Regions from separate parts of the Sus scrofa genome. Here region 1 is linked to region 2. The links are chromatin contacts, called in public promoter capture Hi-C maps. All regions are on one chromosome and are shown on one strand. The core of a region is the stretch at or near the end of the contact, and the rest is flanking DNA. Distances in the headings are between cores, read along the strand shown.

Region 1 (4,258 bases), core at 705-3,204, 1.0 Mb before region 2:
GCTCATAACATGAGAGCGTTTAGGGACTGAAAAAAAATTCGTGAATGCAAATGGATACTCCCCTTAAAGTTGCAAGTTTCTCCTCTCCCTCTACCATCCCAGACCCAGGGAGGGCATTATCTTACACTTCCAGCTGCTCCTTCTTACAGAGCTTGCTGACTATTAGGAAGGCATGGGAGTCAACTGAGGCCAGGTGTGGCCAGTAATGGGCAAATACGGACCCCAGTTTTAAATCCAGTCATTACTAGATGGCAAATGAACACTTTGGCAGGTTACTTAACTGCTGCACCTCAGTTTCCTCCTCCGTAAAATGGGTATCATACCTACCTCCTGTTCCTTCAACAAATATTTATTGTGCAGCTAGTATGTGCCAAGCACTGAGAATAAGAAGTTAATATAGAAACAGTCTCTGTCCTAGAAAAGCTTGTTTTTCAGGGGGAAAGAGACGACACAAAGAGAAATGAACAAAAGACAAGATATCTTTACAGGTATTCACTACATTTTATAGGTAAGAGAGAGTAACAGAGATGCCCTTAGCTTGGAACATTCTAACACTGACGTGAGCTCTGGAAAATGAAAATGAACCAGCCAAATAACAGTAGGGGAGGGAAAGAAGAGCATTCCAAGTGAGGGAACCCAACCTGTGAAGGCTAGGCGGTGAGATCAAGGTTGTAGTAATTCCAAAAACAGAACGACTTGGGCAAGGAAGACAGGTAGGTGGTCCAGGATGAAGAGGGTAGGCAGGAGTGAGGGGTAAGCTAAAGATCCTGCATTTTATTCTAAGAATAGCCGGACCTCACTGAAGGGCTTTAATAAGCAGGGGAGTACCGTGGTCCAATGTGCCTTTTAAAAATACTACATTCCGTACAACTCTGTACCGAGAATCGTTGGGAGGAAGACAAAAGTCGAAGGAATGAGCCTCCTGTTGGAACTCGGGTAGCTGAAGGCGGTGGGTATAGTGAAGTAGGCTAATTCGGGGGTACGTCGAGGAAATAAGGACAGCTACTGACTCTTCTGGACGCTCACTACGGGCCAGGCACAGCTTGAAGCGCTTTACTGGGTATACACTCATTTTACGCTCGCAACACGACTGTTTCCCTTTATGATGAAACTGGACACAGAAAATCTAAGTGCCTGGCATAGAGTAAGCGCCCAACATGCTAGCTGCCGAGACCATCCACCAGCTACGTGGAGAAGCTGAAATTGCAATCGGCGGAGGGGGACTCCCGCTGGCTGGACCCCGGTCTCGGCAGGACCAAGTGCTCGCGCCAAAGAGGCACTATTAGTGGAGAAAGCCGAGGCCCAAGAGGAGACCCTACCTAGTGTCTTTACAAGATGCTCCGCTCCCCTCGGGATCCGCCTCCAGCCCCACCAGGCACTGAAGAATTCGCGAAACCCGGCTGCCCGCGCACCAGGCCAGAAGGAGCAGAACCACGAGCCCGGTTCCCGCAGCCACCCGGGACCCACCAGAGGCCGCGGAACCCACAGCCTCCATACACGCACCTGAAGCCCCCAGAGCGCGCAGCCGCCTGAGCCCCCGCCCCTTTGCAGCCGCTCGCGCCTGCGCGCAGTTCGAACCCTCCGGGCCGCGGCGCGGGTCTCGTGGCCCTGCCCCTTCCCCTTCCGGGCCGTCCACCACCGGGTCCTAAAGCCCGCTGGATCCCGAGAGGTTGCAGGGGGCTTCCTCAGGAAGGGGCGGAGAGACCTGCCCTCCCCTAGGTCTCCTCTTACTTCCCGGCCACGTCTCCTAAAAGGGGGAGACAGAGAAAGAAGTGTTTCCCCCAGTTCTTCGTTGGTTAATTAGCAAAACTCATCCCCTCTGCAGGAATTCTCGTAGCCTCAGGTTGCCGGATCTCGAGGCAGAGAGGTTTATTTTAAAGGCAGCGAGAGGCTCTCAAGGTTCAAGGAAGGGAATGGCTGAGACCGGTGTCCTGGGAGGAGCGGGCTCTCCTGGGGCGCAGACTGTAAAACCTGCTGTAAAATAAAAGGTTAAATGAGCTCCCTCAGGCTCAACCTCGAATGCCTGTTTTTTCGCAGACACAGGCGTGTCTGCTTCTGTGTGTGTGTGTGTGTGTGTGTGTGTGTGTGTGTTTGAGTGTGAGTGTTGTGGGGGGGTTGTTTTTTTAATCTGATTAAACCGATTTACCAGGAGAGGGGGCTGAAGTAACTCCTTTGCAAAATGGAACCCTCGCCAAATTCCTTGCCTTTGATAAGGATATTAGCTCTGGCATTTGAGCTCAATGGTGTTTTTTATTAATTATTCTCGGAGTTTTCTTCAAACCAGGCGCCTCTCCTAGAGGACTGAATTGAATAACTTTGGTTCGTTTACTGAATGTCTGCTTTGTGCCAGGCACTATGCTCCAGCGCTAGGGTCATCCAGAAGAACAGAACAGACAAACTAGCTACCCCGAAGGGCTCGACCCCAATGACTTGCTGATCTGCACGTGAATCTTGGACTTGACTTGTTTGGATTGGCTCCTTTTACCTTCTTTTTGTGTCTCCTATAATGTTTAGCATAGCGTCATTGAGAAAAATTATCGAAAGTAATTTACTGCAAGGTATGGAGGCAGAAGATGAAAATAATCATGCAGGATACGCTGAAACACTACCTAGCTGAGCTGGGTCCCCAGTCGCGCGCCAAGAGTTAAGGGGACAAGAGGGGCGGAGCCAAGGCTAGAAGCCGGCCTGGAGCCTCTCCGCCATAGGCTGTTCCAAGGAAACGTTATTAAACAAAACCTCTGGCCAATAGAACTGCGGGATCAACGCCGGTGGCTCGCAAGATGTCCAATAGGAGAAGAGGTTGGAGGTGCCCTGAAAAGTTCAGCTTCCTGAACTGCGGTGGGCTTGGCAAGCGATCTCCGATAAAGAGGGCTCTGGCCTCGGAGGTCGTGGATTCACCTCTCTGGACTTGAGTGTGGCAGTCGCGATGTTTTTATCCCAGGCTGGGGCCCAGCCGCGGATGTGGGAAGCCAGCCCTTCGGAACACAAGAAATGGGTGGAAGTAGGTGTCCAGAGGGCTGAGTCTCGGACTTTAACTGGACCTGGGGCTCTCACTTCCATCACCCCGCCTGGCCCTATCTCGGCCGGGTTGCACAGATAAGGACTGTGTCTTGGTTAATGGCTGAGCCTAGGGCTGCAAGCCTTCTGGATCCCGGTCCAGTGTTCTAGCTACTTCCAAGTTCCTTGTTTTCCTTGTGACATCGTCTATTTGTGATAAACCTGTAATCTGCATCTCTCCTCCCGCCTTTCAAAGCCAGTCGCTTGGCCTCACCTTCCTTAATCCAGGATTTACTTCGGGTTAGAATTTATGCCAGGGGTTTAAAGGAATTAATCTAGCGATTAAGTCGTTTGCACTTTTTGGCGGGTAAATTTTAGCGCATCCTTAAGATTTCTTGAGAATTAAAATTAGGTAATGAAATTCCATTTCTGAGCCCTACTCCTCGGCTGAGTTTTAGATTTGGGAGGTCTAACTTAATATGTAAGTAATAAAAATAATAGAAGAAATAGTTTCTGCCTTATTAACTAAAGATATTTAATGTTCTTTAGGTATTTAAAGCATGCGATGAAGATAACAAAGGCTATCTAAGCAGAGAGGACTTTAAAGTTGCTATTGTAATGCTGTTTGGTTACAAGCCCTCCAAGGTAGAGCTTTCTTTTGTATTTGGGGCTGGGGCAGACAATGCAGTAGTGGGTGGATTCTAAATAATGTGCGGAGGGCCAGCTTGGGATGTTTATAAAGCAAACTGCTGCCTTCTGAATAATTTCAGAGATGTATCCAGTGCTATATTTTTCTTTCTTCTTAGGAACCCAACTCAGGGATGAATTAGAATCCATTAAGACTAAGTCACCACCAAGCTGCTAATTATAATAAGTATGAGATTCTTCTGGTGGTTTTAAGAGGGAAGCATGGGAGGGGGATGTTGGTAACAGGAGAAATTCTCAAAGGACGTGACATGCAGGGTTTTTGTTTTTTGTTTTCTTAAGTTAAAAAAATGCTCCGTTTAAATTATAAAAACAATGCATTTAATAGTCAAAAAATTAAAACAGTCCAGAAAAGTATAAAAGCCCCTTCCTACCTACCAAAGGGTCGCACTCCACAGGAGTTAGCTTTATTGAATTTGTGTATCATTCCCAAGTGTCGCATGCATGACAAGCATGCCTAGCATTCCATTGGAAACATAAGTGGGTGCAGAGTGTGCTAATTTTATTTTATCTTGCTTTTTTTAACTTAACCACAGAAGAGCATAAAAGCACTCCC
Region 2 (4,858 bases), core at 1,397-3,896:
GACAACACCTCCCCAGGATAAATTTATACCTCTGTCCCTCCAAAAAGGGAACCACTCGGCGGTCAAATAAGTATCGGAATATTGTCTTTATCAAAACTAGACAGGTGTAAGGATAACCTGACCCCCTTGCTGTACAGTGGGAAAATAAAAAAAATTTAAAAAAATAAAAAACTAGACAGGTTTCCTTCCTTCAGGACTTCTCAGAGCCTCTAATCCAAGTGCATAGATAAGCCCTTTACCACTTAGCTAAATCTTTTCGCCCATGGCACGTGGAAGATCCTAGGCCAGGGATCCAACCCGTGCCATAGCAGCAACCCCAACAGCTACAGTGACAATGCTGGACCCTTAGCCCACTGTGCCACAAGGGAACTCCTCAGCTAAAATGTTGAAAAAGACACAAAGATGGGAAAATGTACTGGGAAAGGTTCAGAAACACAGAGTTTTGAAAAATTAGGCTAAAATAAGCACCAAAGAGGCAGTGTAGTATAGACAAAGGGAATGGGCTTAACAGCTTTGAAACTTTAGACAAATTATGTCACCTTATGTCTCAGTGTGCCTCAATCTGTAAAATGGGAGAAATAGTACCAGCTTCCTAAAATAGCTGAGGATTAAATAACATATAAAATCCTCTGAATCCAGCTTGACACAGAGCAACTACTCAATAAATGCTAGCTATCATCTTTGTTATCTACTCTGCGAGGTTCTTCTAAGCAAATAAATACATACAATTTATAGAATTTACGCCTGACAAGTAGTAAGCACTCAATAAAAGGTCATTGGTTTGAACACATATAAAGTCCTTATCACAGTGCCTCGCACAAACTAAATCTGAAGTGCAGTACTGAATAGCACTCTGATTATGTCATTAAGATTAAAAGGTCTTAACCATTAATAAAAACACTGCTGCCTATAACACATTCCCCAATGTGACAACATCTCCCTAGGATAACAACAACAGATATCTGACCCTCGCCCACTGCCAAAAAAGAAATCGGTGGTGGAATAAGTTTCAGCGCTACTGTATGAATCAAACCTAGGCACAATTAAGTTTCTTTCTGCAGAACTTCTCAGAGCCTCTACTACGAATCTGGAATCTAAGTAGGGAATATACATTTCCCAAATGCATTTAATGAGGAAATTTTGAGCACTCTTGGGACTGCTGTTCTGTGGAACACAGTATGGAAACTACCTTAACTCAATGGAATAACAACACAATGTCCGGTACATCACTAGTTTGTAACAAACTCTGGTTGTATGAATGTCAAGGGGTCAATATTCTGTCATGGTTCCCAAACATATTTGATGGTGGAATCGTCGCTTTTTTTTCCAGCAGCAGCATTTATGGGACTACTGTGCCAAGAAACAACACTTGTCCACAGAAATGCAGTCCCATTAACTAATGGGAACTAAGACAAACAGAACCTAGTTTAGCATTCCCACTAACACAGAATGCTGTACCCAACTGTTGTATCTGAAGGCCAAAATACTCACCTCAACAGGTTATCCTCCATCTATTTGCTGGAAACTAAGGCAGAGAGCCTAGTAACAGTTTTCACACCTCCATTTACGTAACTCCCCTCCATTTTCCTTTTTTTCTAACATCTCCAAGGCAACACCACCAGAGGAAAAGCTGGGAAACTATAACTACATAAATATATTCTGCATTTACTAGAAGCGCTAACAAACTGCACTATCTCTGCTCTATTCTCCCTGTTTCTCTTTTACCCTTTCAAGAATTACCCACCCACCAGAGGCGGACCTCTCTTATACACAGCATAAGAGAACCTAAATAAACTTTTCAATCAATCGAGAGTTTTTCCCCCATCCCTCCCTCCCAATAATAGATGTTATCTTTTCCTCTTCTAGATTCTCATTCCCAATTTGCACTATTTGTCTCAAGTTGCACTCAAGCCCCAGAATAAAGGCTCCTCTTTTTGGACAATAATAGATGAAACTGTCTTAAGATGAAATGGAAGGATCACACGTTGGAGCCAGAAGGGAAAAAAAAAGGCAGCCATTTCCACAGGGGGTGGGAAGTTACATATCTTTACGTTTATACATAATTGTTTCAGAAATTAGTAACGCACACGCAGCGAGCTTACAAGCCCATCTATTATGCAAGCATAAAGGAACTAAAAAAAGTTCGTCACCAAAGTGTTCCTTTAAGGGACATCTGAAGCAAGGGGGCTGCTGAAGTTTGAGGAGGAGACGGTCATGGCATAGAACCTATGGGTCCTGCAGGGACTCGGGGACATCGCGGGCAAGGATCTGAGGGCCGTGGTTCTAGGGGGTCTCGCTCTGGGTGACTGTGCTGACCACTCGGTCAACCTCAGCCAGGACCTTCCTCCCTGGACCCCTCCCGGGGACCGGGACATCCCCCAGAGCCCTCAGTCTTATCGCCGGGATCAACAAGGCTGACGGGTCCGGCCGGTACCTGGTCATAAGGGGACTTCTCCAGCATCTGCGTGCACAAATCGGTGCAGAGCTGGAACTTCCTGCGCCTAAAATAGCTCCAGGCCAGGAGCAGCGGCTCCATCTCCGAGCCCATGGCGGCGGGGGGGGGCGGGCCGCGAAGGACCAGCGCCGGGTCCGGGGAGGGCGGGGGGCGAGGAGCGGGCGGCGTCCAGCTCTGCTCGGCAACGCGCGGCGGCGGGGGCCTTGCCGGAGAGGCGTCCCGCATCGCGCCTGAGAACAGGAAAAAGAATGCTCATCGCGCGTAGAACTCAGCATTAGGGCTTGCCAAACCTTGGCTTCTAACACTGTATACCTTCGAAGGCTACACATTTCATTAATTTCGAGGAGCCGGCGCCGTGGCTAAATTAAGAGGCAGTGACTTAGACATTCCCAACCGGGGTCCTCCACTCATCCTGTTGCTTAGCAACTGAACGCTGGGCGTACCCTGCCAGTTCCAGAAAAGTCCCCCGGAATTGCCCCTTCGACGGTTTGCTGCCCTACTCTTCTCCTTCAAGCATTCTTACCGCTATCGTTTGCTCTTCTGACTCTAGGAACATCGGTTTCTTCGATATCACCCGCCCACCAGAACCCAAAGCCCTAAATATATAAAACTCTCCAGTCTTCCTTCCAAATCCTTCTCACCAAATTTCAGTGTCTCAATTACAAGGTACATTGAAGATCGCTTCCTCCAACCCATTCATTTGACAGGTGCGAAACTGAGACGGGCTCAGAGAAGTAATTTACCTAGTGTCGCAGTGGCGTTAGGGAGCTGGCCTGAAGTTTGCAAGATTGCGAACCGTTAATACCACTTGTTTATTCAGCGATGCCTAGGGGTTCTGAATTATAACTCACTAACATTTTTACCAAAAAAAAGTGTGCACAAAAAATTTTTGAAAAGCTTTTTGAAACATCATCTGCAAGCACCTGTTATTTGTCAAATGTTAACTTATGCAGAGCGATTTCTTCAGGTACAAGTCTGACTTTCCACTAGAGATTTAGGCAGTTAACGCATGTCTGTAATGGTTAGGAAAAAAGAAGTGTGACCAAGCTAAATCCACATAGACTCATTATGGAGGACTGCCGGATCTTTTTTTCCTCGGCTTCTTCCTGTCACAGTGGGAGAGGCAGGAAAGGAAAAGTCCTTATTGAAGAACTTTCTAATCAGGCCTAAATCTCCTTTAGAGATAAAAAATGAACTAACAGTCTATATGGGAAGAGAATCTGAAAAAAAAAATGGATATGTGTGTATATGTATAACTGAATCACTTTGTTGTACAGTAGAAATTATCACAACATTGTAGAACAACTATAATTCAGTAAAATTTTAAATACATGTATTTTTTAAAAAAACTGGCAAAAGCTGTTAGCAATGTTAGATCATTCATAATTTTCTCATACCACTAAGGTACTATAATACAGACGTCAGACATACTATTGAATCCAGATACGCATACCTTTCACACGTATGAAAATGAAACCTTATGAGTAGTTTTTTTTCTCCTTTACTAAGCAGCCTTTCTTGAATTTTTTGTATCTTGGAAGCAATGAATTATCAAGAATGTCATTATTCCAGTTATGTTTATTGCAGTTAGTCCATTTGTGTTTCCCTGGAGGTGCCTCTAGAAATGTAATGTGCCTAATGCAGCAGCCCATTCTTTCTAGGGGGTCAGGTTTTTAGGACTGTACATGCTGGAATTGGCAGTTGGGCTCAGTGTTTCACAGGGTCCTTTTGTTTTCTGGTACAATGTAAGTGGATTCTTCTTTTTTTTTTCCTTTTCTTTTCTTTTCTTTTTAGGGCTGCACCCGAAGCATATGAAAGTTCCTAGGCCAGAGGTGGAATCTGAGCTGTAGCTTCAGACCTAGCCACAGCCACAGCCACAGCAATGCAGGATCCGAGCCAACATTGCAACCTACACCGCAGATCACAGGCAATGCTGGATCCTTAACCCACTGAGCAGAGCCAGGGATCAAACCCAAGTCCGCATGGATACTAGTCAGGTTCGTTAACCCCTGAGCTACGAGGGGAACTCTTGTAAGTGGATTCTTTGTGATTCTCAACCCCGGCTCTATATTAGATTTCTTTTTTTTTTTTTTTGTCTTTTTGCTATTTCTTTGGGCCGCTCCCGCAGCGTATGGAGGTTCCCAGGCTAGGGGTCGAATCGGAGCTGCAGCCACCGGCCTACGCCAGAGCCACAGCAACGCAGGATCCGAGCCGCGTCTGCAACCTACACCACAGCTCACAGCAACGCCAGATCCTCCACCCACTGAGCAAGGGCAGGGACCGAACCCGCAACCTCATGGTTCCTAGTCGGGTTCATTAACCACTGCGCCACGACAGGAACTCCTATATTAGATTTCTTGAAATAAAAAAAAAAATACTTTAGAATCTAAAAAAAGTTTAAAA

The links. Promoter capture Hi-C pulls out the DNA fragments that hold promoters and counts their contacts.
Region 1: a promoter capture Hi-C map of liver shows a contact between it and region 2, with 5 times the contacts expected there. The contact joins the promoter of TDP1 here to the promoter of TTC8 in region 2. A contact is called at or near these places in 1 of 5 promoter capture datasets (liver), 1 of 47 Hi-C or Micro-C datasets (heart right ventricle) and 2 of 2 datasets of contacts at active chromatin or transcription factors (alveolar macrophages and skeletal muscle).

Annotation. Positions count from the first base shown.
Region 1 is chr7:111,764,790-111,769,047 of Sscrofa11.1, reverse strand. It overlaps TDP1 (tyrosyl-DNA phosphodiesterase 1), which reads right to left and starts at 1,954. Exons shown (of 17, transcript XM_005666389.3): 1 at 1,504-1,954. It overlaps EFCAB11 (EF-hand calcium-binding domain-containing protein 11), which reads left to right and starts at 2,791. Exons shown (of 8, transcript XM_021099597.1): 1 at 2,791-3,001; 2 at 3,547-3,642. The coding sequence starts at 2,927.
Region 2 is chr7:110,729,517-110,734,374 of Sscrofa11.1, reverse strand. It overlaps TTC8 (tetratricopeptide repeat protein 8), which reads right to left and starts at 2,646. Exons shown (of 14, transcript XM_001927081.6): 1 at 2,435-2,646. The coding sequence starts at 2,548.